Linked DNA regions of Mus musculus: all the other regions are linked to region 2. The links are chromatin contacts, called in public Hi-C, HiChIP or PLAC-seq and promoter capture Hi-C maps. All regions are on one chromosome and are shown on one strand. Each heading gives the region's core, a stretch centred on a gene start, on an enhancer-like site or on the middle of the called end of the contact. The rest is flanking DNA. Distances are from core to core; before and after follow the strand shown. Region 1 overlaps D430041D05Rik (RIKEN cDNA D430041D05 gene). Region 2 holds the start of D430041D05Rik (RIKEN cDNA D430041D05 gene). Region 3 overlaps Cstf3 (cleavage stimulation factor, 3' pre-RNA, subunit 3). Region 4 overlaps D430041D05Rik (RIKEN cDNA D430041D05 gene).

What was found. Promoter capture Hi-C pulls out the DNA fragments that hold promoters and counts their contacts. Hi-C and Micro-C count contacts between places; a contact is called where the count stands out from the background. HiChIP or PLAC-seq counts read pairs in DNA pulled down with a chosen protein or histone mark.
Region 1: a Hi-C map of cerebellum shows a contact between it and region 2, with 2.0 times the contacts expected there. The contact joins the enhancer-like site here to the promoter of D430041D05Rik in region 2. A contact is called at or near these places in 13 of 39 promoter capture datasets (the 3T3-L1 cell line, 3T3-L1-derived adipocytes, cranial neural crest and 7 more), 12 of 484 Hi-C or Micro-C datasets (the C2C12 cell line, CD4 T cells, the N1E-115 cell line and 8 more), 9 of 115 datasets of contacts at active chromatin or transcription factors (the SCID.adh cell line, SST interneurons, VIP interneurons and 6 more) and 3 of 9 other capture datasets (adipose tissue, embryonic stem cells and liver).
Region 3: a contact with region 2 is called in a promoter capture Hi-C map of trophoblast stem cells, with 2.3 times the contacts expected there. The contact joins the enhancer-like site here to the promoter of D430041D05Rik in region 2. A contact is called at or near these places in 2 of 39 promoter capture datasets (the C10 cell line and trophoblast stem cells), 1 of 484 Hi-C or Micro-C datasets (bone marrow-derived macrophages) and 1 of 9 other capture datasets (liver).
Region 4: an H3K4me3 HiChIP or PLAC-seq map of forebrain shows a contact between it and region 2, with 7 times the contacts expected there. The contact joins the enhancer-like site here to the promoter of D430041D05Rik in region 2. A contact is called at or near these places in 11 of 39 promoter capture datasets (the 3T3-L1 cell line, 3T3-L1-derived adipocytes, the HPC-7 cell line and 7 more), 5 of 484 Hi-C or Micro-C datasets (the G1E-ER4 cell line, cerebral cortex, cortical neurons and 2 more), 13 of 115 datasets of contacts at active chromatin or transcription factors (SST interneurons, T-cell acute lymphoblastic leukemia, VIP interneurons and 7 more) and 3 of 9 other capture datasets (adipose tissue, liver and pancreatic islet).

What each region holds. Positions count from the first base shown.
Region 1 is chr2:104,247,966-104,255,142 of GRCm38.p6, forward strand. D430041D05Rik (RIKEN cDNA D430041D05 gene) reads right to left here. Exons shown (of 21, transcript NM_001368844.1): 3 at 6,991-7,177; 4 at 4,627-4,742; 5 at 1,189-1,408; 6 at 288-421. Among named protein-coding and RNA genes, the nearest start is that of Gm22501, 23 kb to the left of the region's middle. Within about 2 kb of position 3,821, at least 8 of the 459 cell types and tissues checked have an H3K27ac peak or open chromatin away from gene starts, as enhancers often do. A contact at or near this core is called in VIP interneurons, cerebellum, neural stem cells and 1 more, where this site is marked.
Region 2 is chr2:104,408,136-104,414,815 of GRCm38.p6, forward strand. It overlaps D430041D05Rik (RIKEN cDNA D430041D05 gene), which reads right to left and starts at 2,476. Exons shown (of 21, transcript NM_001368844.1): 1 at 1,794-2,476. The coding sequence starts at 2,028. It overlaps Gm35606 (a long non-coding RNA gene), which reads left to right and starts at 5,388. Exons shown (of 3, transcript XR_374847.4): 1 at 5,388-5,990; 2 at 6,279-6,373.
Region 3 is chr2:104,627,966-104,634,485 of GRCm38.p6, forward strand. All of the region lies in intron 3 of Cstf3 (cleavage stimulation factor, 3' pre-RNA, subunit 3), which reads left to right. Among named protein-coding and RNA genes, the nearest start is that of Cstf3, 41 kb to the left of the region's middle. Within about 2 kb of position 2,141, at least 5 of the 459 cell types and tissues checked have an H3K27ac peak or open chromatin away from gene starts, as enhancers often do. A contact at or near this core is called in trophoblast stem cells, where this site is marked.
Region 4 is chr2:104,203,424-104,210,405 of GRCm38.p6, forward strand. It overlaps D430041D05Rik (RIKEN cDNA D430041D05 gene), which reads right to left. Exons shown (of 21, transcript NM_001368844.1): 13 at 4,659-4,786; 14 at 1,636-1,817. Among named protein-coding and RNA genes, the nearest start is that of Gm22501, 21 kb to the right of the region's middle. Within about 2 kb of position 4,783, at least 77 of the 459 cell types and tissues checked have an H3K27ac peak or open chromatin away from gene starts, as enhancers often do. A contact at or near this core is called in the G1E-ER4 cell line, SST interneurons, cerebral cortex and 5 more, where this site is marked.

The DNA of each region.
Region 1 (7,177 bases), core at 2,571-5,070, 160 kb before region 2:
TCGTATAAGGAATACTCAGGCTTAATTAGAAAGACTGGAGGAAGTATTACATATAAAAACCAAATACTCATCCCTGAACTCTGGTCGGTTCATAGTGACATGGAATGCTATCTGTCATAGCCAGATCTGAGCCACCCTCGCCACTGCCACGACTATCTCTATCACCTGCCCAAAGCACACACTTACATTTGCATGTGACAGTTTAGATGGGGGGGACCCATATCATTTCTGTCCAATGTACGCACTATGGCTGTCTGCATTTGCAGCCTGATGCCCCTGCTCCCTACCTGAACTGTTAGGTTGCTCCTGGTGCTGAGGACCTTCCTCTCTGCATCCTGGAATGCCTTCTGCAGCCTCTGCTCCATTGTCTGGGCAAACCTGCAGGACTGGATGTTGTCCGACTGGCTTACAAACTGCAGCACTGAAGAAGAACCATGCATGGGTCAGCACTTGCCAATGCTCTGTCTTAGTTCTTCAAATTTAATAGCAGCCAATATACAAAACAGCATGATTTTTAGGTTACAGAAATTAGGCAAGTAAACAGAAAGACCAGACAAGCTTTAATTATACTTTGAAAGTGCCTCTTAAGATGATTTATTGCAGAGAAGAATTAAAAGCATGGTTGAACCCAAGGCTCTCCCCAACACAAAGGATATCATGATTTATCCCATGAGACTCTGCAGACATCTGCTCAAAGATGACGGTATCATCTATTTCTGTGGATGGTGACCGTCAATTGTCCTTTATCACTAAGCTGACAGTTCCCATTGCAGAGGATTCTCCACTCTTGTGGTTTACAAACTTTGCAAGTCAGAAATCACAAAGGGAATTGAGAGAAAGATGTCAAAGCCTTTGTTGGGAGACCCCTTCAATAACAACCAAGACCTTACTATAGGTTTCACAGGCACTCAAGTCTTAGTAGTGGCCACTGATAGGACCTGGGGAGACATGGTGTTCTGTGCTGTGATGCACAAGCATGTGGACTGGGAAGAAAAGCCTCTATGGGGAATGTATCTAAGAAAGCCAGGATTACAACCATTAGGCAGGAGGCTTGGACCTCTGATGAACAGGGAAGTTTGAAGGTATAAGGACTACAGACGTGGAGAAGCCGTCAGCAGTGGGGCTTTTAAACAGAGGTCTTCTTGTCTGGTCCTGGAATGACGGGACCTTTTCCTTTGGGTGACTTGCCTGTCTTCAGCTGGAAGGCACCTGCAGGCTGGGGCTTCCACGGGGAGGCAAGCACCGCCACAGACTGTAAGTTGGGAGTGTGCTGCTTCAGGTCGGCAGTGACATTGCTGACTCCATACACGCCCAGCACGTCCATCACCACAGCAGGCAAATACACCAGCCTCCCTTTGGTAGCATAATAGCCAACTGTGACATTATGAGAATATTCCAGAATGTCCACCTACAAAACAAATGGACACCCCCCACCGAGAACTCGTTGTTTATTTCCACAGTATTTTAGGTTCTTCTCTGCGTTCTCAGAGCCACAGCTGTTACTTAGGAAGACTAGACGTTCCCATTGAACAAATATCCTAACGACCCCATGAGGTGCACGTGTGAGTTCCAAAGTATCACAACACAAGAAGATAAAACTCATGTTGGGGGACTGTGCATTCATTCTGACGCTGATTTATATGTGAAGATTGTTTTCCATCACCTCTGGTTGGTCAATAATGTGATGAGATAGCTGGGCAGGGAGTAAATTAGAACATGACTTGTCAGGGGGGAGAGAGAGAGAGAGAGAAAGAGAGAAGGGGTGGGAGGGAGGGGAGGGGAGGGAGGAAGAGTGATGAAGGAAAGGAAGAGAGAAGGCGTGGAGACTATGTGGATGGACCAAGAGGATTTGCCATGAGTGGACCAGAGTGTTTTGAATATAATCCAATGAGTACTATCATCCAAGTCAGAGAGGGGACAGCAGGCAGAAGGGATGACTAAGGGACAGAGTGCTGGTTGGAAAATGTTACATCTCCCCACTCCTGGGAGTCAGAAGGCAGAGATGATAAGTGAGGTAGGTACCTTCTGGGGATGGGCCACAAATAACTCAAGTGGAGTCCTCCCCTTGTAGCAGAGAGGAGGCCTTCAGACTTGGCTCCATCCCTGACTTAGCTACTGGTTCAAGGCCTAGGTGGGGATGAATCAGAGGGCTCTCTCACAGGCAAATCTTAATGAACATTCATGGTCTGAGCCCTCTCTCTCCCAGTGGATAGTCGTATTTACAGTTTTAAACGTGGGTTTTGTTTTTTTTAATAAATTGAGTGTGATGTTTACCATAAAATTAAGAGTTTTGAAAACAGAATGACAGTTGCCTCAGGTATTATCCATTACCACCTGCAAGGTATATCTTCTTTCAATCATCTTTACCCAGGAACACATATTTTGTGTATATATATCTATATACATGTAAAGAAATATACATGCATATTCATACAGATGTATGTATGCAGAGTAGATGCTGCTTTGTAATCTCTTCATTTCTATGCTCAAGTGGGTTGCATTTGTGTCTGTGCATGCCTGTGGGCGTTTGTGTGTGCATGCATGTGGAGTTTGTATGGCTTGTTTGTATGCATGTGTATATGCATGTGTGTGTGTGTGAGTGTGAGTATGGGTGTTTGTACATGTGTGTGTTCATGGCTGGAACCTAGGGCTCTGTGTATGGTAGACAAAAAGCTCTACCCATCTAAGTGGATCCCCAGCCTCCCTTCTGTTATTCATGGTTATAAAACCCAGATTACATACAGTCTACCATCTAAACCATGCTTTACACTAACCAATACACAGGTCATGACTATGCCCAGCACCACCTCTGTCTCTCATGGACTTCATGCTGTGAAACCGTATTCTTATGTGAAGCTATTTTAACCTTTGCATGCTCCCCTGATCCCTGCAGCTGTATCAGTGTCCTGTAGGACTGGGGAGACAGGCTAGGGGAAGACCATTTCTCCAACACGCACAAGGCCCCAGGTCACAAAAAGTTTTCAAAGAAGCCAAGAAAACTGCTTTTGCTACATGGGAGGTGCAATTTGGTCCTTCCAACGTATGTTCTCCACTGGCTCTTCTCTTAAAATGACTAACCAGGGAGCTTCAAGATGGCACAGGAACATGGCCCCAAAGAACAACAACCCACCCAGTGAGCAAGCTGGGAACTTTCCAGCCCTTTTAATTACTTCAAAGCACAAGCCTTGGTCCATAGACTATTTGCTTTTAATATACTTCTAACCCTTGCATGTCTTTAAAACATGAACAAAAACATCAACCAGTAACTGAACAGAGGGGATGCCAAGGCCTGCCTCCTGGCCTTGTGCAGGCAGCAGCAGCAGCAGCAGCAGCAGCAGCAGCAGCTCACTGGAACTTAGCAGGCTATTTTTGCCACTACCACTTACTAATGGCAAATGATCCTGATTTACTAATTAATTGTCGTGTATTAATTGCATTGTGCTACCATAAAAGTATCAAAAGAAACGTGCTAAGTTTACAAAGTGCACCAAGTATGTTTAAGGATTCGTGGCTGTTGCAGTGGTCCGTAATTATGTGCAGAAAAGCCAAAGCTACAGGGGTCATTGGAAAATGGCTGCGGGTCAGTGGAGACCATAGCAGGCAGATGAAGGGAAGCAGTTACATGGTTAACTTTTGAATTAAAAATGTTGATGTCCCCAGCGCAGGGATCACACAGTGAAGAGTGCTTTCCCCTCCTTCTCACCCTTCCTTCTTCCTCTCAATTTCTTTTTTTAGAATCCTAAAAGAGAGACTGACAATGACCAATAGAGGATGTGCCAAAACCTCATCCCTGGTCCTCTGTGTGACGGGTGGGGTGGGACCCCTATCCTGAGTGCAGCTGTCACCCAGACCATCGAAAGAGGAAGCCAGATGATATGTTTAAGTGGAACAAAAGGGAGTTCGCTGACTGCCAGTTGCATTTACTTGGGATGAACCCAAAAGACTGAAAAACAATGCCTCCGTTACTTGGCTGTGCCATTGAAACCAGCCAGCAGTTATTAGGCAGAACTTGGCATGAAAGTGTTTGGAGGGAAAAATGTTTACTTCCCTGTCTGCTGCTGGCACACCAAACAAAGTGGAACTCTTCTTACAGATCTGAGCAATTTGGGCTTTTGTTGTTGTTGTTGTTAGTAGTACAAATGATTTCAGGGTTGAACTTTTGAGACAGAATCTTACTTAGTCTGTAGCCCAAGGTAGCCACAAACTTGGGTCCATTCCCCCTGTCTCAGCCTCTCATGTTCTGGGATTATAAACACGCAAATGTCTCCTAGGCTTTATTATACCTGCTACATGTCTAGACGTAAACAGTATTTATTCAGGCAATAAAGAGAAAACAAAAGGAAAACAGTGATGGGCACCTTCTAGAGGATAATAAATATTCCTCAAACGATGTAACAGTGGGACATTGTTTTAACGTATCAAAGCAATATAAGGTAATTAGTCTCAGGTTTTCATCTTGAGATGACCTTCTCCAGCCACAAGATGTTAGCTACCAGCCAAAATGACAAAAATATTCCACTTTTGGCAAGTGTGGGTGTGGCATCTACCAAGGAGGAAGACATCTACTCCCACTCTGGACCCAAGAGCTGCTTGAACAAAACTGCATTTAGAAAGCAAGGCACTTACGTGAGCGGAGACGTCGTTCTGGTGGAAAGCCTTCCGCAATGCCTGTGTGAGCCCTTTGGTTACCCCAAGCTTCAAGGACTCGCTGCTCTGTATTCTCCTCTGAGTTAGGAAGAAAACTGTGGAGTGAAACAGAAGCAAGAATGAACCGCATAATAAACAAGCAGCCCCCCAGCCTCTATGTCCGTCAAATCCAGAGCACAGCTGAATAAGCAAAGGTCACCCAATCAGGTGACAGGCTGGGAGAAGTGACTATTGGTCCTAATTAAGGCCCAAGCCATATATGGCATTCTAATGCCAAAGAGCTGGTTTGCTGATGGCAGTCCATTTCTAAACCATGCTGCCTCGGTCCTTGAGGACCAGCCCCTATATGCCTGGTCCCCAGTGAGTCAGCGTGCAACCACATTTCTGTAACAGCATCTGTTGACAATGTGCTTAGAGATGGATGGTCCCTGAGCTGGATTCTACAGCTCTAATCAACCCTGGGTCCAGAAGGGAGAGGTCAGGTCCACTTCACAGGTGGGGGATGCAAACGGCACCAGTGACAGAATTTAATAGTCGCTATGAGAACAACAGAGTTGTGTCAGGGCTTTTGGATACAGGAAGGTTTCCATGAGGATTGGTGTTTCCAAGGGCGGCAGCAGTCAGCTAGGCTAGGGTGGGGGAGACTGTGACCCCTCCCCACACACTCCCAGATCCAGGAGAGGCATGGGGGTGGGGAGGAGGTGAACCTTGTCAGTGTACGTGTTTAGTTTGGTTCTAAGGGAGATGGAAAATAAGGGATTTAAAACAAAGGAATGCATTCTAGAAGATTCTCTGGACTACAGGCTGGCAAACAGATTGAAGAAGACAGGTATGAAGACAGATATGTGTATAGGGTTGCAGAAATTTCAAGTAAATGATGGTGACAGCAGGCACTAGGCAGGTGGCAGTGGGGGGGTGATGGAGCAAAGGGATATTCAGTAGTGAGAGTGGGAAGAGCTGGTGTCTGGTCACCATGGTCCGCCAAGGCTAGTGCCGGGGCAGGGAAGAGGAGCCCGGAGGGTGTTTCTGAATGGAGCGGGACTGGGAGAAGGTAAGGATCTGGAGAGGGGAGTGGAGGATAAAACCCAGATGGCATAATTTTGAGAAACTGAAAGAGATACTGTATTCTCTGCTGCGCCTAGCTTCACGATTTCCCATTTTAGAATAAGATATGTCTCGAGATATAATTTCCTTTCTTTCTTTGTGGGTCGAGGAGGAAGGCAGGACGTGAGCACTCAACACTGGCGTGCTCTTTCAAATAATTTGTCTAATGCTTTTTATAGAAAATACTGCTACACTACTGGAAGCACGCTATGCCTGCTAGGCTTGCTGCAGCCGGGGAGTGGGGCAAAGGAGAGAGCAACCCCACTTTGCTCATGGCTCCAGTATCACCAGCCCCAAAGAAATTACCTGACATCAAAAGAAATTCTGGCTTCCTCCTGTGTCTTAACTGTCTACTTGGCCTCTGTCGATTAGGAAAGTCTTTCTGAATGGTGTAGGACTTCCCAAGACTTTGTGTTAAATGAATCACATTGTTTATTCATGTGAGACATCCCTGGTGTACTTCACCAAGCACGCTGCATTCTGACATTCCCTGACCCACTGGAGTACTTGGGGTTTTCCTGGGCACCTCTGACGTCAGAACCAATCCTGAGATTAGAATCCATGTCATCTAATGTTCCCTCCTCTGAAACTAAGAGTTGAGGTCTCTCAACCTTGACATATGGATTAGTCTGTTTCTGCCTTCCCACCTCATGTGTGTGCGTGTGCATCCATGTGGCACGTGAGTGTGCATGTACATCACACACTCAACTGAGTGCAGGTGCATGTATGTATTCAGTTGTGTTCTATGTATGTCTTTGCATGTGGAGACCAGAGGACAAGTCCAGGTTATCCCTCAGGTACTACCCACCTTGTTTTTGAGAGAGGGTCTTTCACTGCAGCTCATCAAGTAGGCTAGATTGACTGGACAGTGAGGCCCAGGGGTCTGCCTGTTTCTCCTCTCCCCCAGCTCTGGGATTATAAACTATCATACCAAGCTTTTGAAAAACACGGACTCAAAGAGGTTACCTTGGCTCCTTGTGTTAAGCACTTTAGCAACTGAGCGTTGTCCCCAGCTGCAGACAGTCATTACTGAGCACTGGAGAATGTTAAACATAATTCTAAGTGCCTACAAGTTCCAAGTACTACTCCCCTCCCCAAGCGTGACAACTATAATGGCAAAGCCAAGTGCCTCTTGGAAAGGGCGGGCAAGAGTGTGCCTGATCGACAAGCACTGATTTGGCACTTTCTATCACATCTCTGAAGTCAGGACTGCAGAACAATAAGACAGTGACCTCTTACCTGTCTTCACTAGGAACTTGTGGGACATCTGACAGTCCAAGTTGGATGCCATTCTGCCAGTTGTGGCCATTGCAGTAGACACAGCCGGAAAAGCAGCATCTGTGTTTCCTGTCTGTAAAGATGGCAGCCTCGTGGCCTTTACTGATGCCGTCATGGACGTCAGCGCAGCTGTGATTGTCAGTGGACG
Region 2 (6,680 bases), core at 1,226-3,725:
AATGGAATCCGTGGTAAAGCCACAGGATGCTGCAAAGCTCAGAGGCAGGCAGTGGAGCCACAGGTGGTCTTGTCCATGGAAAACTGAGCATTGAAGGTGACAGTAGAAAAGGCACCCCAATAGCACAGAGAAACCAACTCTAATGAGAAGGGGGGAAATAACAGGCCTCAGAGAACAGATGTTTGAATGACACCCACTTTCATTCTGATTGCCTATCCTAGGCTATGTCTCGGGACCAGTATACTTCAAGAAAAAAGCGGAGGGGGGGGGCAGACTAAGAGCAAAAGATGAAGATGACAAGTCCCCTAGAGAAGGTTCTGGCTGACTGAAAGATGAGCCAAGCAAAGACTCAGAGGTTGAGAAGGAGCCAAATACAAAGGTTGGAAGGGAGATCAGAAATCCAAAACCCTGTCAAAAAAAATCGGCTGGCATGGGCCTGAATGGGGCAATACAGGAAAGCTAAATTTCACGTCACAGATGGCTGAACAGTTCTCAGTCTCTGCGAGCAAATGAGCAACATTCAAGGCATAAAAGCTCTCAAACGGTTTACAGAACTATCAAGAATTGGGTGAGTGCTAACCAAAACCTCTGTGGTTCTCAGCCGGTGGTCACTAAGGGGCTTCCTTATGCCTTCTTCATGACTTCTCTCAACATTGTGTCACATATATAAAGCCAGAGGGTCGGAGTCCCTAGAAGGTCAACTACTGAATTTTGGAACTACAAGAAAGAATCACAACAGAAATTCCTGGACACACAGACTCCTTGTCAGTGACTTTTAAGTGAATCAAAGGGAAATGGCTTTAAATTAAACAGTTATATAGATATAGCCCACCAGAATACGTAATTTAAAACTGGTATAAGCTCCTTCAAAACTGGGACTTCCAATCTGATATGGGGAAAGGCCATACATAGACACGTGTTGGAGGGCGAGGGGCGGTTCTCCTTGGTCCTCACTAAAAGCTGCAGCACTACAGAAACCAGTTACCTAAAATGAGAGGTTTGCATTTGTTAGGCTGAATGTATCTATAATCTAGAATTCCACCACAAACACAGAAGCTTGCCCTTCACGGGAGTCATAGCAATCATTCTTATTTCAAAGACCATGGCTGGCCGCGCAGTGTAAGTTTCAAAGCACTTCTGCAGAATAATTCTGCCCAAATAGTTACAACAGATCCACAAAATCGTCCGCGGAAGTACAGAAATCTGTTTCTGAAGGATCGTTGGTGGTCTGAGCACCAAGAGTGACTCTTCTTCAACGAGCCTCTTGTAAAAAATAGGTATACATTTGATCAATGCCTGAACCTTTTGCAAAATGCAATCAATTATTTTAAGTACCTCATTCCCAAAAGGAAGGGAGGGGAACCTGTTATGAGCAACGGGGGAACGCTATTTTGACACAGAAATTGCTTCAAACTCTCAGGTCATTCCTTGCACTTAAGACAAAGTGAATACTAGCAACGGGAAGCCCAAAACATCCACAACATCCCACTGAACAGGTCTCTTTTATGCTATCCTAACTACGCCATGTCTAGCTAAAGGAAGCGTGTTTGTGGGACCACCAGGAAGCATTTACAACTTGTCCAGGGAGGAAAAATTAAAGATAAAAACGTGCCTCTTTCTTCACCGCCCACGATGCCTTCTCAAGAGACAGATTTCTGACAGTTCGCCCGCTGGTGCAACTGCTAAGGGCAAATAAAAGCCTGGCGGTGCTGCAAAGAGCCCACCACCCACCACCACGCGGTTAAGCGGCTCCAGACCCCGCCGCGGGCGGAGAGCCGCTGCCAAGCGCTTACCGGAGTCGGCCCAGCAGTGCCCGGAGAGGGCAGCCAGCAGCAAGAGTCCCAGCAGCAGCGGCCGCCGCAGCAGCACATCCTCGGACCGGCGGGCCTCGGAGCTTCTCACGCCCTGGCAACGCGCGGCGATCCCGCCCGCCCCGCAGAGCCCTTGCTCCCGGAGCCGGTCCCTGGGCTCCCGCGCTGCCGGCTCAGCTTCGCTCGGGCCCTGGGGCTTCGCCTCCTGCAGAGCCATAGGGACTGTTCATACATCCAGGCCGCTGCCTCGTTCCACACCGCGCCGGTGAGCCCAGCCCTCCGCGCACCGCTCCTCACCGGGCATCTCGGGCCATGGCCCGGGAGTCGGAGGGAGGCAGGAGGTGCGAGCTGCTCGCTCGTCCTGCCTCGGTGGGAGGCGGGCTCAATGGAGCCGCGGCTTCAGGCGCGCGGGTACCGGGGTTGCATGGGGGTTCCCACGGTGCGGCGAGGGTGGGACGGGCGGCGCCCCGGTCCCCTCCCCAGGGCCGGATGCTACACCTCGAGCGCGAGGCTGCGAGACACGGAGACCCGCGGACCTAGCTCGTGCAGCGTGCCGCCCGCCGCCGCCCCTGCGCCCAGGTCTCTATCTCTGTCGGTTCACTGGATCGCTAGGCTCTGGCTCCAGCCGCGAAAGCTACTGCAGCTCCGAGCGGCGCCTCATTGACAAAGAAAGCACGTAGCACAGGAGCGGGCAAGGGAGGCGAGGCAGGCGCGCGCGCGCATCCCCGCGCGAAACCACCGCGCGCCCCCAGCTCCCGCGCGCGGGGCTGAACCCTGCCCTGCGCTGGCGAGGTCCTCGTTGAGGGGGACTTTCCTCCGCCCAGGGTTCCCAGATCGTGAGAAGGAAAGGTAGGCTGGGATAGCCCTCTGACCGGAGAAGGGACTGGACACCTAGATACCTTCACGGTCGACGGTCAACGTGCTGAGAAAGCTAGGTGCTCAACCTGCATCTTGGAAAAGCTTTCCGAGGATGAGCGGAAGAGCTTGGTGCAGGTTGTTCACTGCTACTCTGGGGGGCTGGCAGACACCTGCCTGCCAAATTTACCCCCAAAGAACTAGAGCTGTTGTGCCCTATTTGCAATGAAACACTGAAGTAAATAAAACACGTTATAAACATTTGTTGCAGCCATACTATGAGAGAGGCAGTGCATTGAGCTTTGGGACAACTACAGGCATTTCCAAAAAGTCTTTCCCAAATAAGAGAGCTGACTAGTCAGTCTCTCTCTAGTAGGATGAAAGGGCAGAGTCAGCTGAGTTGTCCTTCTGCCCTTACCCTTGTTCTGCATCTGTACCCTTGAGCAGGCTATCTAGTTCGCAGGTGCTTCAAACTCCCTTCAGTCAATAAGTTGTCCACAGGATAGCAGCAAACCCAGCAGCACCCATTGCTTGCCAGCGACTGTGTCAGGGAAAAGCATTTGCACTGACCTGGCCCTGTTATATGCCGGGCCCTATTCCAGACACTTGGACAGGAGCCACAAACATAATCTCTGTAGGTAATAAATTGACTACCAGACAGTGCTTAAAAAGCCTCAGAGAAAATGGTAAGGTAAAATGCTGGAAAGTGGAGATGGAGGTATTGCAGCAGTAAACAGGAGGTAAAGAGGCTTCACTGAGAAGGTGACATGTGGGAGAAGACCAGAAGGAGGTCAAGGAACAAGGCAAGCTGAAGAAACAATCTAAAGAGATCCGTGAGGTCAAACCTCTGAGGCCGGCCTGGCCTGGTGTGTTCCAGGCCCAGCACAGCAAGCAGGGGGATGCTGAGAAATGGAAGCTGCTCTCTCATTCATCCTCTCTCTCTGTGTGTGTCTCTCTCTGTCTCTGTCTCTGTCTCTGTCTCTGTCTCTCTCTCTCTCTCTCTCTCTCTCTCTCTCTCTCTCTCTCTCTCTCTCTCTCTATTACACACACACACATACCACGATGGCCCATGGTTCTGGAGAAGGCTTGTCTCCCCCTCACCTGTGTCCGCAGGACGGCAGTTAGACTGCAAAGCAGGAGATGTATTTGCACACGCTAACTTCAGAGAGCAGGTGTGTCTTATCGTGCATTTCAGATCTGAACTGCAGTAGTGTGGGTTCTTAAAATCAGAAATGCTCAAAAAAATATGAAACACCTCTGTGCCATATCAGCACTCAAAAAAGTCCCAGGGCTGGTGAGACAGTTCATGGAGCGAGGCCACCTGCTACCAAGACCGGCAATCTGAGCTTGGTCCCTGGGACCTACCTACATGGTAAGACAAAAACAGCTCCTGAGAGTTGTCTTTTAATCTTTATCTCCATACTCTAAATGAATAAAGCAATAATTAAGACCTGGGGACGTGAACTCTGAATGACTTCAAATTTTCAGATCAGACACACTCATACACAGGTATCCCCAGACCCAGATGACTCTGAAATGTGCAGCCTTTCTGGCCCCAAAGCATTTTGGATGAGGGGTATTCATCCTTCCCTGGGGGGTTGTGACTGACCCTTGCCCTTTCGTTAAATGTACCGTACCGTTTGGAGTTGTTTTAAGAAACTTACAAGTCAGGGCAGTGGTTGTACATTCCTTAAATCCCAGCACTCAGGAAGAGACAGGCAGATCCCTGAGTTCAAGGCCAGCCTGGTCTTCAGAATGAGTTCCAGGACAGCCAAGGCTACACAGAGAAACCCTGCCCTGAGGAGGTTGGGGGGAGGAATGGCAAATGGTGATCCCTGAGAAGGAAATGGGGACTGGGATGACGGCCCAAAGTCTAGGCACGTTCTGACTGACAGACACAAAGACCACGTGTGCCCAGTAGGGGTGGGGAGGGAGGCAGGAGGGAGGGCTTGCAAAAGTCAACATGCTCATTCAACAACACAGTACATGGAGAAATGGGACAGGAGGAGGAAGGGACATTCAGGACTACTCGTGGGAGGTTCTGGATACATCTGGATTTTTCCTTAAAGAAAGGAAGAAGGGAAGAAAGGGAAGGTGACTCACCCTCAGGGGCACCCACCTGCATGACTCTCAGAGGAGCTAAGGACACCAACGAGGGGATGGCAAGGTAGAACACCAACCTTTCTAGCCACAGCTGCAGCCAGCTGTGAGATGGGTTGGATTAAGACAAAAAAGCCACACTTGCTGGCCCAAGACATAAAAAATCCAAATGGAAAGAGGACAGGATATAAAACAAGAGACACAAGACTCAGCCACATTCTCCATGACAGTTAAAAGAGGAAACACGGGCTCCTCTGCCAGAGGGTGGAGATACTCATATTCTGCCTTGTAAGTGGGATTCTCTCTGTGCTATTTCTTGCCAGACTTAGACATGACACAGATTGCTTTTCAGTCTCTGGTTGTTAGGTTAGAGAGGCTCTGTCCCCCCACAGGCTGGACTTGAGACCAGATACCATCACATCCCTCAAGAAGCTCACAGTCCAGTAAGCAAAGCAGGTGCACAGTGACCACGTTAGAACATGGTAAGCATGCGATGAAGATCTGTGAGCATCACCCGTCCCCATGGGAACAGAGGTATGAGCAGATCACCCCATCCCCCATGGAAACACGGGATATTTCCGCCTGCAATAGGGAAAAGATGTAAGAACACCTAAAGTGGAAGTTTTTCAGGCGCAGCAAATGGCCAGGAAGTCAAAAAAGGTTGCAGCATCATGGCAGGAAAGGGAAGGTATCTAGTGTGCTCAACACAGTGGGGTCTTGGGGAAAAGAATGCTTTAAAGACCCTGCTTTAGGGCAGGGGAACCTCAGTGGAGCAGATGCCAAGAGCCTGAGGTGCCAGGATCCAGACCTTAGCCAGTAAAGGGGAGGCCTGTTTCTGCAGAAGCGGAAATCTTGTGAAGCTTACAGGTGAGTGGGTTTAATGAGACAGGGTCTTACTGCATAGCCCAGACTGACTTACAATACACAGTGTCATGCAACCTAGGGTGGCCTCAACTCAGAGCAATTCTCCTGCCTCCATTTCCAGGGCAGAGCTACAGATATAGGTTGCCATGGCATTTCTGAGTCATTGTTTGGTTAATAGACAAACCAACTCTTGTGTAGACTTGCATTTAACATGGGCCCTCAACTAGCTAGGACTAAGAAAAACCATGTCTCTGTAAACCCCATTTATAAAACCGAAGCGATCCAAGTAGCTCCCACATGGGATTGCTTTAAGGACTGAGTTGATACATGCCAATCATTTAGACGTGCACTTGACACACAGTAAGTGCTCAATCAATCTTATTATATCTTATATGATAATCGCAGCCCTCTTAAACCATAAACTCTTGTATTTAAATATTCTAACCTGAGGCTTTGGGACTTCCTTCAGGGTTGTTTATTGTTTAAAGGGACGGGTGTCATTTCAAGAATCTTTTCATTTTTCATTAAATGGGCAGGAGAGTCATCTCTCAGTAGTGATTTCAGGCCCTGGGCTGAGTTTTCTGCCATTATTCTGGGGCACACACCTCCCAGGCCTCATTTTGTAATGCACAGCTGTTGCTCCCAAAGTTATTTCCCACCAGCATGCCCTCCCATTTTAGAAGCTACGCCTGCCTGCCTGCCTGCCTGCCTGCCTGCCTGCCTGCCCTCCTGCCTACAGCCAGGTGAGTTCTAAATTCTGGTGTCTGCAGTGAGCTAAGCCCTGTCTCCACCCTTGATGAGCTAACAATGGGGGCAGATGAGTGACTTCACCACCACCACCACCTCCACCTCCACCTCCACCACCACCTCCACCACCACCACCACCACCACCACCACCACCCCTGCAACACTCCTCTCAGAGCAGGTGGAGGATGCTGGGAAATTATAAACAGCAGAGCCAGAGAGGGGGCTGGAGAGGTGAGCAAGGGGTTCAGCCTGTAATGGAGAACTAATCTCTCTCCTTACAAACTGTGGTAGATACCCTTTAGG
Region 3 (6,520 bases), core at 891-3,390, 220 kb after region 2:
GTGTGCGCACACACCGACTACACATGTGGAGAGTTTGGAGATCATAGGTCAACTTTATGGAGTCAGATCTCTGCTACCCTTAAGTTGCTGCCGGAATTGAATTTGCAGTTAGGCTTGTGTGGCAGGTGCTTTGTCTGCTGAGACATCTGACCAACTTATGATCATTTTATTATTACCTTTTAAGATTTTTATATTTTTACAATTCAACACCAGACATGAGAAGATTTCAGTGTTCCTGTGAAATACTTTAGTATAGTTTTTAAAGTACCTGTCTCTGCTGGTTGTTTATAACTTTCTTTTCTTTTTTTTGATGCTGGCCAGTGCCTAAATATGCTTTCCCTAACACTTTGGGTACCCTTCTCTTTGGGAAAGTTTCTTTCCTCTTGCACGTGGCTCTTTATCAGCTGTGCCCCTGACCTCCATGCTTAACTGACATGGCATGGACTTTTCTTCACAGTTGCCAAAGTTTACAGCTTGTTTGCCTTGAATTTTAAAATCCGGAATGTAATTGTTCTTGATCTCCTCCCTCCCTCCAAAAAAGAAAGTTTGTGAGAAAGACTTTGACTTCTTGTGAGACTTGGGTCATTTTATGGAAAATGATCGACATTAAAATCATGATGAAATCTTTCAGTAATTAGAGATCTTTTGAAATAACTATTATATACAAAAGTTATATTTTGCTTACTAACATTAAACATTTCAATTCTTGTTTTTCTATTGGTAATCAAATGCTAAGTAATAGAATCTGGTTTTCCAAAAATATAACCCACCCTATACAATGAAAATCTTACCTGTACAATATTTGTCTCTAGATTTTATACTTTGTATACATATTGTGGTAGGACAGTGGAGTATAGGGAAGGGTCAGAGAAATGGTTTTGTACGTATTCCCCTGGCCTCATCAGGATTAGGTAATGACTGAGAAAGAGCTGCTGGTACTCAATTCAATACTATGCAATTTATTTTTCTGTTATTTTTATTATGATAATTTGATCATCAGATCCATTTTGGATTCACAAAAAAGTTTACATTTCCTTTTTTTGTCTTTGTTTTTCTTATAAGGAAAGTTTTTTAGTTATATTCCACTTTCAGTCTCTAATTTCTCCTTTTTATGGCTAAGAGATGTTTCTAGAACTAAAAACCGTTTCTATTCAGTAGAATGAATGAGTAATGGAATTGACTTTTATTATACTCATGTAAATATCTAAATCATGGAAACCTACTAGATGTAAGACTCCATTATGCAAACTTGTAGTATAGCTCAACAGTTAAAAAGATACCTTCAACCAACCCTGACAACTGAGTTCAATCCATGGGGTCCACGTGGTGAAAGGAAAGAACTGATACCTGCAAGTTGTCCTCTCAACTTCCATACATTAACATGTGGCATGTCTGCACGCATGTACAAGTAAAACAAATTGAAGAGAGTTTTTAAAGCTACTGTCTTAAGAATTAAAGACCTTATAATGAACTTTTAGAAATTTATACATTTTTACATTTCCTGATGTACTTAAGACAGTAGTTTATGACTATGCATGCTAACATATGCTTCCTTTTAAATTATTTATTTATTTTTGTTTTGTGTGCGTTGATGTTTTTCCTGCATGTATATCTGTGTGAGGGTGTCAAATCACTTGGAACTGGATTACAGACGATTGTGAGCTGCCATGTGGGTGTTAGGAATTGAACTCTTGTGCTCTGCAAGAATAGCCACTGCTCTTAACCATTGAGCCGTCTCTCCAGTCCTGTGACCTATGCTTTTAATCCTTGTAGAGGCTGCCATATGTTGGTGAGTTCAAACCCTGTCTCAAAAAAAACAAAACAAGATATTGTATTTTATAAGTAATTTTGGCCATATTGCATAAATATGAATGTTCGCATGTATGGGTATGCAGACAGCTGGTAGAGTTTTAACTATATTGACTTAGTACTGTCATACACTGTTGTGGGAGCTACAAGAAAACTTAAGAAATCCTAAAGGGGTTTGTGTGGGGGTCAAAAGATGACTTGGAGTTCTTCCCATCCACTTTGTTCCTGCAGCTGTGCTGCTGCACGCTTCAGGCTGGCTGGCCTACTACCTTCAGGTGGATTCTCCTGTCCCCACCTCTCCTAGCACTGTCCCAGTATAGAATTACAAGTGTGTGTCACTGGCGTGTATGAGTTCTAGGTTTAAACTTGTATTGCTAGGCTTTTGTGGTCGGGGCTTTTACCTGCTGAGCCATTTCCCTGGTATTCATGGTATCTCTATAATTACATTGAGCTGTGTGTGTACATGTTTTAATCATAGCACTCAGGAAGCAGCTAGATCTCTTGAGTTCAAGGCCAGCCAAACCTACAAAATAAGACCCGGAATCAGAAGGAAAAAGAGAATGATCTTGAATCATTTGTTTTCTGATGAGTGAGCAGAATATCCTTGGATGAGTTAGTGGACAGACGTTGACCATCACAGACTTTCATTCACACTTATTCCTGAAGCTAGTACATGGATAAGTAATTGTAGGATCAAAAGACTAATTTTAAAAGGCAAACATAAGATTATACTTTCAGGGATCATTACTATAGTTTATTTAAAAAGCAGACATTATGAATGGTACCAAGTAAAAGGAAGATGGGAGGAAAAGCTGAACCTGTTCTAATTGTTAAAAGAAAAACTATTTCGCACCTATGTGTCTGTCTTTTTATCCGTCTATCTCTTTCCTTTTTTTAGACAAGGATTTCATGTCTATCCCAGACTGTACTAAATGAATTCATCATCCAGGTCTGAGCCACTACCTAGCTACCTTTAGCCTTTAACCTAATCACTCTAACTTCTAGGCCTATAAAATCTTGATACTTTTTAAAGTATTATTATTAATATTAGGCTAGAGAGATGGCTAAGTGGTTAAGAGCACGTGTTGCTCTTGCAGAGGACCAAAGGTCATTTCCCAGCACCCATGGTGGCTCACAACCATCTATAACCCCAGTTCCAGGGCATCCAACAATGTGTGTGTGTGTGTGTGTGTGTGTGTGTGTGTGTTTGTGTGTGTGTGTGCAGATAAAATATTCATATACATAAAATAAATTTTTAAGGGTTTTTATTTCTGTCTGTATGTGTACATGCATGCATGCAGCCACAGAGACCAGAAGAAGATATTAGATTCCCCAGAGCTGGGATGAAATCCAGTTTTGTGCCACCTAATATGGAACCTGGAAGAACAGCAAATGCTCTTAAATGCTGAATTAGTCTCTATACCCCACTTCTTAATGCTTTTTTGGCAGCTTTTATTTTTCCCATGGCAGAGTATTTTTCTGGTGCTGGGAACTGAACGCAGGGCCTCACATGCTGGAAAATACTGTTTCCCAGTTAAGCTGTAGACATGGTAGCATACTTTTGTATATTTAAAAATTCACTTGTACAGTTCATACTGCTGTCTGTTTCAGGTGAATGCTAATTAACCAGTTTTATACATTCATTATTTCCAGTGTTTTGCTTCATTAGAAACAGCTGGATGTGGTAGTACATGCCTTTACCCAGCACTCAGGATTCAGAGGCCAGCCTGGCTTTCATAAGAGCTTCAGACCAGGGCTGGTGAGATGGCTCAGTGGGTAAGAGCACCCGACTGCTCTTCCGAAGGTCCAGAGTTCAAATCACACCAACCACATGGTGGCTCAGGACCATCTGTAATTAGAGCTCTGACTCCCTCTTCTGGAATGTCTGAAGACAGCTACAGTGTACTTACATAAAATAAATAAATTAAAAAAAAAAAAAAAAGAGCTTCAGGCCAGACGAGTACACACCTTTAATCCCAGTACTCAGGAGGCAAAGGCAGGTGGATCTCTTGAGTTTCAGGCCAGCCTGGTCTACAGATATAGTTCCAGAATAGCCAGGACTCCACAGAGAAACCCTATCTCAAAAACAAAACAAAAGCCAGCCAGAACTACATAGTGAGACCCTGGGGGCAGGGTGTGTGTGTGTGTGAATCAAATACAGCTTTTCAGTACTTTTATACATTCACAATGTTTCTTTAAGCCTACCTTTTATAATTTGTACTTCACTATCAAAGATGGCTGGTAAGATCTTTCAAACTGGGCTATATTATGATACTTTGGAATGTTTTTTAAAAAATAGCTAATACGTATTTTGGGTACAAGGAATGGGACTGAATGTATAACATTGGCACTGAAGATGATTACGTTATTTGATGAGCATTTAAAGGTATTTGTAATTTAGTTATCCCTATAATAAAATCAGAAAACTAGGTGCATAGATTGAGAGGATGGGTGTTGGATCATGATTCAACTGTTTACTTAAGAGTGTTCAAGTAGCAGTATTGATTTTAAAAAAACATGGAATATTTTAGAGTATGGATATACTGTTAAGATTTTTAATATTTGTAAGGTTTATTTCATAGTTGCAGGTCTTTGGTGATTGCTAAGTTCTTGAGTGGGAAAGTTGCTTTTAAAAGTAGAAGAATGTAAAGTCTGGAGAAAGCTCAGCTTGGTTAAGTTCTTTTTTTTTCATTTAAAGATTTATTTTATGTATGTGAGTACACTGTCACTGTCTTCAGACACATCAGAAGAGGGCATCAGATATCATGACAGATGGTTATGAGTCACCATGTGGTTGCTGGGTATTGAACTCAGGACCTCTGGAAGAGCAGTCAGTGCTCTTAGCCTCTGAGCCATCTCTCCAGCCCCTAGTTCTTTTTTGTTGTTGTTTGGTTTTTGTTTTTTTGTTTTGCTTTTCTTCTTTTTTTTTCCCAGTTAAGTTCTTAATAAGCATGCACAAGTCATAAAACATGGCAAACATGTAATCCTAGCACTGAGGAGGCAGAGGCAAGATAATTTTGAGCTCAAGGCCATCCTATGATACCAGTTAGTAAGACACTGTTTCTAAAAAGTAAACACTGAAGGTTGATTATGCTTTGAAGGGTAATAATTGGGTTGATGATGACAAACTACTCTGTTTTGTTAGCTAAATAAAGCTGAACATAAATGTTCAATGATAAGTATTGCTGATGCCCTCTTAAGTTAGGACAAAATTAGGTTTAGGCCCAAGCTTTGAGTTTGGGTGAAATCTGTATACTTGACAGTTATTTGACTTTGTTAGCATGGGTAATCTGAGAGCATTTAAAAGTAGGCTTATGGTGAGGATGTTTCTATGCATAGAAAAATGACTATGATAGTTGAAGAGAACTGTTGGAAATCACTTTGACCAAAGCCAACCTAACTCCCTTGATTATTATAAAATTTATCTGGAAATAAAATATTAGAAAAATAAAACATGTGACAGAGAAATTGTCTCAGCCTTCCAAGTATGCAGTTTGTTCTACAGTTCTCTTATATTCATTTTGTACCATTGTCTCTTGCACTCTTATACATGCATACACATCAACTACTTGGTGTGTTATTTTTAAAACAGCCTCTTGAGTGCTTTGACATTTAAGTTTTCCATTTACTATTATATGAATATATTTCCATTCTTCATGTGGTTTTTCTTTGTTTGTTTTGCTATCTTGTCAGGGCTACCATGTTTTCCAGGCTGGTCTCAGTCTTCTAAGCTCAAATGATCCTCTTGCTTCATCCTCTCAAGTAGCTGAGATGCAAATGTGCATCAGCATATCTGGGTAGTCTTTTTTTTTTTTTTTAAGTGTGCTTATTTGAGACATCATTTTGTGTAGCATAGGCTGGCTTCAAACTTGTTCTGTAGCCAAAAATGACCCTGAACTTCTGATCTTCCTGCCTCTACTTCTCCAGAGTCTGAGTACGTGTGTGCCAACATGCCAAGTGTTTTTTAATTCACTTCAAGAGAACAAAAGGTTGGACAAATAACTTAGTAATGCCTACAGCCCATTTTATTTGGTGCTAGAAGTCAACCCAAGAATTTAGTGAAGGCTAGGCAAGCACTCTACAAACTGAGGCACATATCTACCCCTAGCCAGCCTCTATTGTAAATGTGCATACTTGGTTTTTGGTTTTCTTAAATTTTATGTGTATGGGTGTTTTGCCTGCCTGCATGTCTGTGCACAGTGTGTATGCCTGGTACCTGTGAAACCCAGAAGGAAACATCAAATGCCCAGGAACGGCTGTGAGGTGTCATGTGGGTATTAGGGGTCAACACTAGGTCTTATGAAAGAACAGGTGCTTTTAACCACTGAGACTTCTCTTCAGCTCCTATAATTGTTTTAAAATATGTGTGGGGGGTGGAGTTTTGAGGCAGGAGGATCATTAATTGAGGCTAGCCTGGGCTATAGAGTGAGAACCTATGTCAAAAATAAAACAAAACAAAAACCTTCAGTCTTGGAAAAGTCATCCCTGTACCTCATTTTTTTTTCCTTAAACTGGATCATTTTTCTTTTTTTCCTAATTTGTGTGTGTGTGTGTGTGTGTGTGTGTGTATGCACGCGCATGCAAGAGAAAGAGCACTTGTGCCATGGCATGCATGAAGAAATTGGAGGACAGCTTTCTGGAGTCAGTTTTCTCCCTCTACCATATCCCAGGGATTGAACTTAAGTGGGCCAGTTTACCAGCCATAGACCTG
Region 4 (6,982 bases), core at 3,533-6,032, 200 kb before region 2:
ACCTTGAGCCAGCGCCTCACCCTTCAGACTAGTTTCTCTGACTAAAAGTAAAGAAGTTGAAATAGAAGGTGTTGCCCATGTATGTAACCGAGCCTCAGCCCATCATGGTTTAAGGCCAGTTCACGCTCAGAAAAAAAAAATGCCCTTCCTGCAGCAGGCGCACACTACACTGTCATAAGTATCCCAGGTGTTGGTATTCTGTCTGGACTCCACCCCCACAACAACAGCCAGGTAGGCCTGGTCCACTATAAAAGTGGCTGCTTGTCCCCTCCCCTCTCTCTTGTCTCTCACTCTTGCTTTCTGCTTGCTCCCTCTCTCTCTCCATTCCCTTTCCCCCTCTCTCCACATGATCATGGCTGGCCTCTACTTCTCCACTCTCTCCTTCTGTCTTTCTCTTAACTCCCCTTCCTATGCCCTGAATAAACTCTATTCTATACTATACCGTTGTGTGGCTGGTCCCTCAGGGGGAAGGGATGCCTTGGCATGGGCCCGCTGAGGCACACCCTTCCCCCATACCTCCCCCACACCCCCATAGAGCATATCTCCTTATATCTATTTATCTTTTTATGATCGCAACACCCGGTGCGGGGAAGAAGCCCTTGGCATGCATTTGTGAGGCCCGGCTGTACAGGGTTGCAGCAGGTCCTTTGAGGTGCAGTGAGAAAGGCTTTAGACCTTGCAAATCTCCCACCTTCTTCAGGCAACAACAGCAGAAAGGAAATGAACAATTAACCCAGTGCTTTAACACCAGAGAAACTGTGTGTGCACACATGTGCAATGCCAATGTGCACAGTGGCCCCACTGTATGTGTATACATGTGCAATGTCAATGTGCACAGTGGCCTCACTCTGTGTGCATACATCTTCAATGTCAATACTCACAGTGGCCCCATGTGAACATTTGGCAAGATGGAGGGATGGCATTTTCAACCCCATCTCCTGTTTTTTGTCTGAGATAACGCTCTTCTCTCTTACCTACTGATCAACGGTCTATTATCTCTAATTTTCTTTGATAAAATCTCTCACGGATGTGGCAGATTTTTTTTTTTAAGTCAACTAGACTGGTTGCCCAATGAGCCCTGGGATCCGTCTGTCTGTCTGCGCAGTACTGAAATCACAGATGCACGCTGGCGTGCTTCACCTTACACGGGGCCATCCCAGGCTTTCATGGCGAGTACTTTACCAACTCAGCCATCTCCCGGGGAAGTTGACTGACATTGACACCACCTAGAAAGCAAGCAGGGGGCTATTTCAAGCTTGCTCACAGAAATCAATGTCATTTCAGAGTCTCTAGTGGCCAGCTCCTTGCCCGAGTGACAGTTCACTCCTCTCCTCTCAGTTCACCCTCCTCTTATTACCCCGACAACATGGATCCTAATGGAAGTCGAAGTGTGCGGGAGTGCAGTATAGAAAGGCTGCAGGCTACACTCATGATAGGTTGGGGAGAAAGGAGGTCATTGTAGGTGGGAAGATGCTGTGAAAACTCTCTAGATGACGTGGATTTTCCATCACTGAGACCTGGCGTGTGCAGAGGTACAAATGGAGGCCACTGGACATGAGCTGTACTCAGCCTGCCGAGGGATCATTGAATCCCTGTGGTCCAGCTAGACTCTCCACCCAGGCCATGGGTGCTTACCTCGCCATTGAGCGCTGCTGAGGACTCCTGTCCCCTGTCGGAGGCAGGGTGCACTACGGGCAGAGCTGATGGTTTGATAGCGATGAGCTGCACAGATCCAGAAGAGGTGTCAAAGGGATCTGCTGCCGCCTTGCCAGCGCTGTCAAAGAGACCTGCTCCCTCCTCTTCATCGCTCGCTGTCACTAAAGCCAGGCACAAACACGTGGGGTTTAATACGTAGGGAGCTACAAGATTGAGATATGAGGGATCTCTAAATGCAGAGTTATCTAGTTATTATAGTATCAGTAAGTAGGGAAGAATTTTAAAGGTTGCAGTTAAACAGAAGAAAACAATTCTTTCAAAACAGGGGCAAGACACAGTTGAAAACAATAAAAAGTAAATTCATTCTCTGTTTAAATAAATGAGAAAAGTGAATTTGGCCAAACCTGCATCTATTAAGTCTGCCCACAGCCAGAACAACAGCATTTAGTCCAGTCTCTGCTGATAAAGCGGCCACATTTTGCACGATTTTAAGTGACAAGTTTGCCCAGGTCAATTAGCCACATGTACTGCTGTGGTTATATGCTCTCGCACTCTTCCTCCCCCCTCCCTGCCCCAAGGCTGTTTCTCAAACGACTTAGGTTTTTCATTCTTTTACTTGTCTATAACAACAGAAAGCTATGAAATAACCACCACCAGAGAACTAACTCACAGCCACAGACAACTCCTCTAATTACACGGACTCATTGCCTCCTACGTGCTGGTAAATTAATTCTCCCATCTGACAGAGCATTCTGCCGTGCCGGCTGCAAGACACAAGTTGGCTTTGTGATTCCATAACTAAGCTGACAGAAGGGGCTTCAAGTCCAGTCATATCTAGCTGAGTTACTTGTTTTTAAATCGTATTCTCATGAAGTAGATAGAAGAAGGACAGCTTATTGAACGGGCTCAGCAAGATAAATTAGGCCTGCTTAAGCAACTGAACTAGGAGGCAGTTTGGAAGCAAAATAGGTGTTACATAAAATATGAATGTAACTGAAGTGCGTCCATCTTTCCTCCTACCTGCTCAAGGGACCTGGGGTGTTATTTAAATTATTGAGAAACCTGGTGTGTAGATCTCGCTGTCATTTATAATCACAGAAGATCTGTCAAATTAAATCAAGGAAGTACTTATTTTATAATGTATCTAGAACAACTTACAGACCAGGAGTAAGTAAAAATTCATAGATGAATTTTTTTTTTAAGTTTCATGGACTGGTTTGCAAATACAAGGTCACCAAAGCAGCCAATGACAGAGGAAAATCTCTATCAGAAATGTCACCACATGCATATGTATTTTTAGAGGACAGTTTTACTGCATCTTATATACTTGGCCACCTTCATCACCTACTTCCTGGTCAACTACTGCAAAAGCCTTCCATGGCTTTCATTTCCATGGTGTCAGGTCTCCACACTCCAACCTGTGGAGCTTCCTGTAGGCTGTGCTGTGTGCTCCAGCTCTCCTGCTTTTGTGAGCTGTCACCCGTGCTGGGGTGGACTTTGGTGATGAGCTGTCTGAGAGTCATTTCTGTTCCTGTAAGAAACCCCTCACACTCATGCAAGCAATCCCCCTTTCCTAGAGATAATAATGCATTGGCTTAGAAGTTCAAGTACCTGTACTTGTTAAGAAAGACATCCTATTTGTCGATTTTTATTTATTTATTGGACAGGTATCCTTGAGCATACGGCAATCTTCTGCCTCAGTTTCTCAAGTGCTGGGATTATAGGCATGAGACACCACCACACCTGATATCAAGCTGGTTTTGTTGTTTTTCCATTCAACATCCTACCTATTACACCCAACTTTTTCACTCTATTTAAATAACTACATGAAGTGGGCTCTAGAATTATCTCACAGCTAGGCTAATTAGTGAAGCCATGGAACCACAAAGACCCACACCAGCCATTTTGCTGGTAAAGCATTGTGCTTTCCTTACTTTATAAGTTCATATTCACCAGAGAACAAGAGTCAGAAGCCACAGATGCAGAAAGCCTGGTGGAAAACAAGAATGGTCTGTACACTAACATTTACTAATTAACCCTAGTTACCCCAGCTCTAGACTGGACACTAGACCACTAGGCGGTAGTATCTGAATAGTCCACAGGGGCCATATTTGCATACAAAGCATTCAGCTCTTTTTGTAGCCTGTCAGATGATGAAAGGTGCACTTCTGTTTTCTCCACAATTCCACTGTTGATTTCGTCCTTCCCTTGTTCCATCCTCCAATCCAACGTTGTATTAACAATGTTCTTATTTAACTCTTATTTCATGAGTGAGATGAAACATTTAAGTATCCCAGGAGAATCAGTCATACACTGAATTTTTCACTAATTAATTAGGGGATAGTGGGGGCTGAACCTAGGGAGATGCAAGCATTCCACCACTGTGCTGTGTAATTTTGAAGTAGGGTCTCACTAAGTTGTACAGGTCAGCCTCAGACTTTGGGTCCTTCTGCTTCAGGCTTCTAAGCAGCTGAAATTACAGCTGGACACAAAACCACACCCAACAGGGCTGATTTGCTGTTTTAGTATAATACATTTTTTGTTGTTAGTGTTGTTGGTTTTTTTAAATAACAAACTTGTTAGTCAGACTCACCAGTACACAATGAACCCCTGAAACTTGTTAAGGGGTTAAGGGAAGGAAGTTGGGGGAAAACCTCCAAGATAGGGATTTTGGAAATCTGTCAGTTTGTTGGACTTGGTGTTGAAAATCATGTCATTTCACCCAAGAATTAGAAAAGGCTCTAAGCAAACATCACTTTTTTCCAAAACAAATTTTCCCCTGTCAATAACTTCCTTATAAATAGGGGGTCGAGGAGGTGAGACCAATTCATGGAGAAGGATGCAGCAATCACTCAAAGTTCACAAAAGACTCCAGGACTCACAGGGCAGAATAGAGACACCTGGGATGGACGCACACTGAGTGTACGTGCGTGTATGTGTGCAAGCATGTGCGTGCTTACACAGGAGAGGCAGGGAAGGTACTAGATGGGGCAGCGTCTCACCGTTTCTCTTTCTGGACTCCTCCTTTGTCACTTTCTGCTGTGTCATTCCATTCTGGGGTGAGCGCCTCCCTGAGCTGGGCTTTCCTGATTCGTTGCTGATGACAGAGCCATTCTCACTGGGCGACCTGCTGGAGGTAACCATAGCAACAGGGTAGACAGTAAGTTTCGAGTAGAGCAGCCTCCTCTCAAGGTTATTTTATTTGCACAGTTTATGTCTGTAGCCTTTCATTCCAGTTTCAGTGGCAAAGAAGAAATGATCCAGGAGACAAAAGAAACAAAAGCCACCTACAGTCGCACTCACCCACACACTCTTCCCTCCCAGGTGAGGCGCCTGGCTGGTTGTTCTCAAGTACATTCACTGTTCTGAGCTCTCTGGACAAGTTCAGTGAGCCCAGCCTGCAGTTGCATCTCTTGTTTCATTAATCCATCACCTCAATGACTTTGGAAATAGCAGTGACTCTGTCTGTGTAGTGTTCCTTCCCTTCACACAGCTCTCTGGATGCTGAGTATTTTGGTCACATGAGCATCTTCAGTCACGCATAAAAAGCACACAACTCTTTGCCTATTCACCACAGCACTGACCTACGTGACGGCTACAGATTCCATCTCCTCACCACGGGATCTTCACGCTCTCAGAGCTGCACACCTGCACACTCCTGACTAGTCATTGCTTATATTTTGAAATATAAGCTAATTTGAGCTGTACATCCCTCCAGGAAAAATATTTTTGTTGCCTTTTTCTGGGCAAAGCATCATACGAAACTATTGACATCTGAGACCAAACATCTGGGGGACCCTCTAGGTCCCAGAGACTGTGTTGAGTGCCTTCAAATGTTGTCACTGGTCGTAATAATGGTGGCTGATTTGGAGATGGCTCGCCTTGGTCAGAAAGTGAGAGATGTGAAAGTCATGGAGGCCGAGAGTAGTTTCCAGGACTAAGCAAGGTGGCAACAAGTCACCCTCACCTCAGACCCTCCTATATGTCTCAGGCAGCAGCCTCAGATAGGAGCAGATCACAGGGCCTTCATTCCTTCTTCAGGGCTGGACTGTCACCTCTAGGACTCTGGGAAAATGGGCTCCTGACTGCTGCCTCTGGAGGTGTGCTCCCCCTCAGCCCACCTTGGGGTAAATAGTGAAAAGGCTGACCTTCCTGTCAGGGCTTGGGAAATGTTCACTGCATCCTTCTTTGGATGCCTCTAACTGAGGTGGCAGAGGCTCTGGTCAATTCTGCCATGTTTTGTTTCACTTAACACAGCATCTCCCAACTAACATGACTGAGAAATCGTTAACATTTTACCACGTTAGTACTACAAAGACTGTATGTAGGTGGGAAATGTGGATCAGACACTAATTGATTGAATGCACATTTATTACATATATAATTATGTACCCAACAGCTATTTGATCACTGTATGCTGCTGGGGGTCGGGGAGGGGGGAACACACAGAGACAAAGAGAGACAGAGAGGAGACATAAGCCCTTGAATTGTTTAAAGAAGCTGAAAGCTAACAGCGCCTACTCTCCAGCTGGCTTTATTGGATAAAATTGTTTTCATTTAACTCTGGGGTGGGGGAAGTATTTTGTAGTCTATTTTACATTTGTAAGCTGCTTAGTGATTTTTGTAACATTTTCATACCCTTTCTCTATTTGATCCTGAAAGAATTTTCTGATGTTTCTCTCACTCTGAGGAAAGGTGTCAATGAGCACATTTCTGCAGAGAAAAAAAAATCCAATCTGCTTTACCCTTTGTTTCTGCCTCTGTGCCTCTATAGACAGTGAGTGTTCAACTCAACACTCCTCATCAAAATAGAAGAAAGTGTTCGTGTGGTGTGCATGTGCACATGACGGTAGTAAACATACCTTAGAAAGCTAATACACAACAGCTGTGAGCTTGAGATTTAAGGTTACAAAACTCAATGGTCCTCTTGCTGAAATTGTGGGTAGATGTGGGACTTGAGTAAGGACTAACCAATTCCTAAACGGTGTGGCTCATCACTAATTTAAAAGTCCATTTCAAATGGCTATTGTTCCCAGGAGTTTGATTATCTATCACCCTTGCCCCAGCCCATAAATCCCAGCCACAGAGGCAGAGAAGAGCATCACCAAGACTACATACAGGAGGGAAGGGACCTGAGCAGACACTAGACAGCCTAGCTGTGACCAATGCTCAGACTTATGTTTAAAATATTTTTTTAAAAAAAACTTAAGTATATCAATAATTATTAAGTCATTGATTTTTCAGTTACAAAATTTGGGGGCTGATCTAGCAGAACCATTTGGGAGGGCCTGCAGTCAGTCCATAGGTAGCCGGAATGAAGAAACGG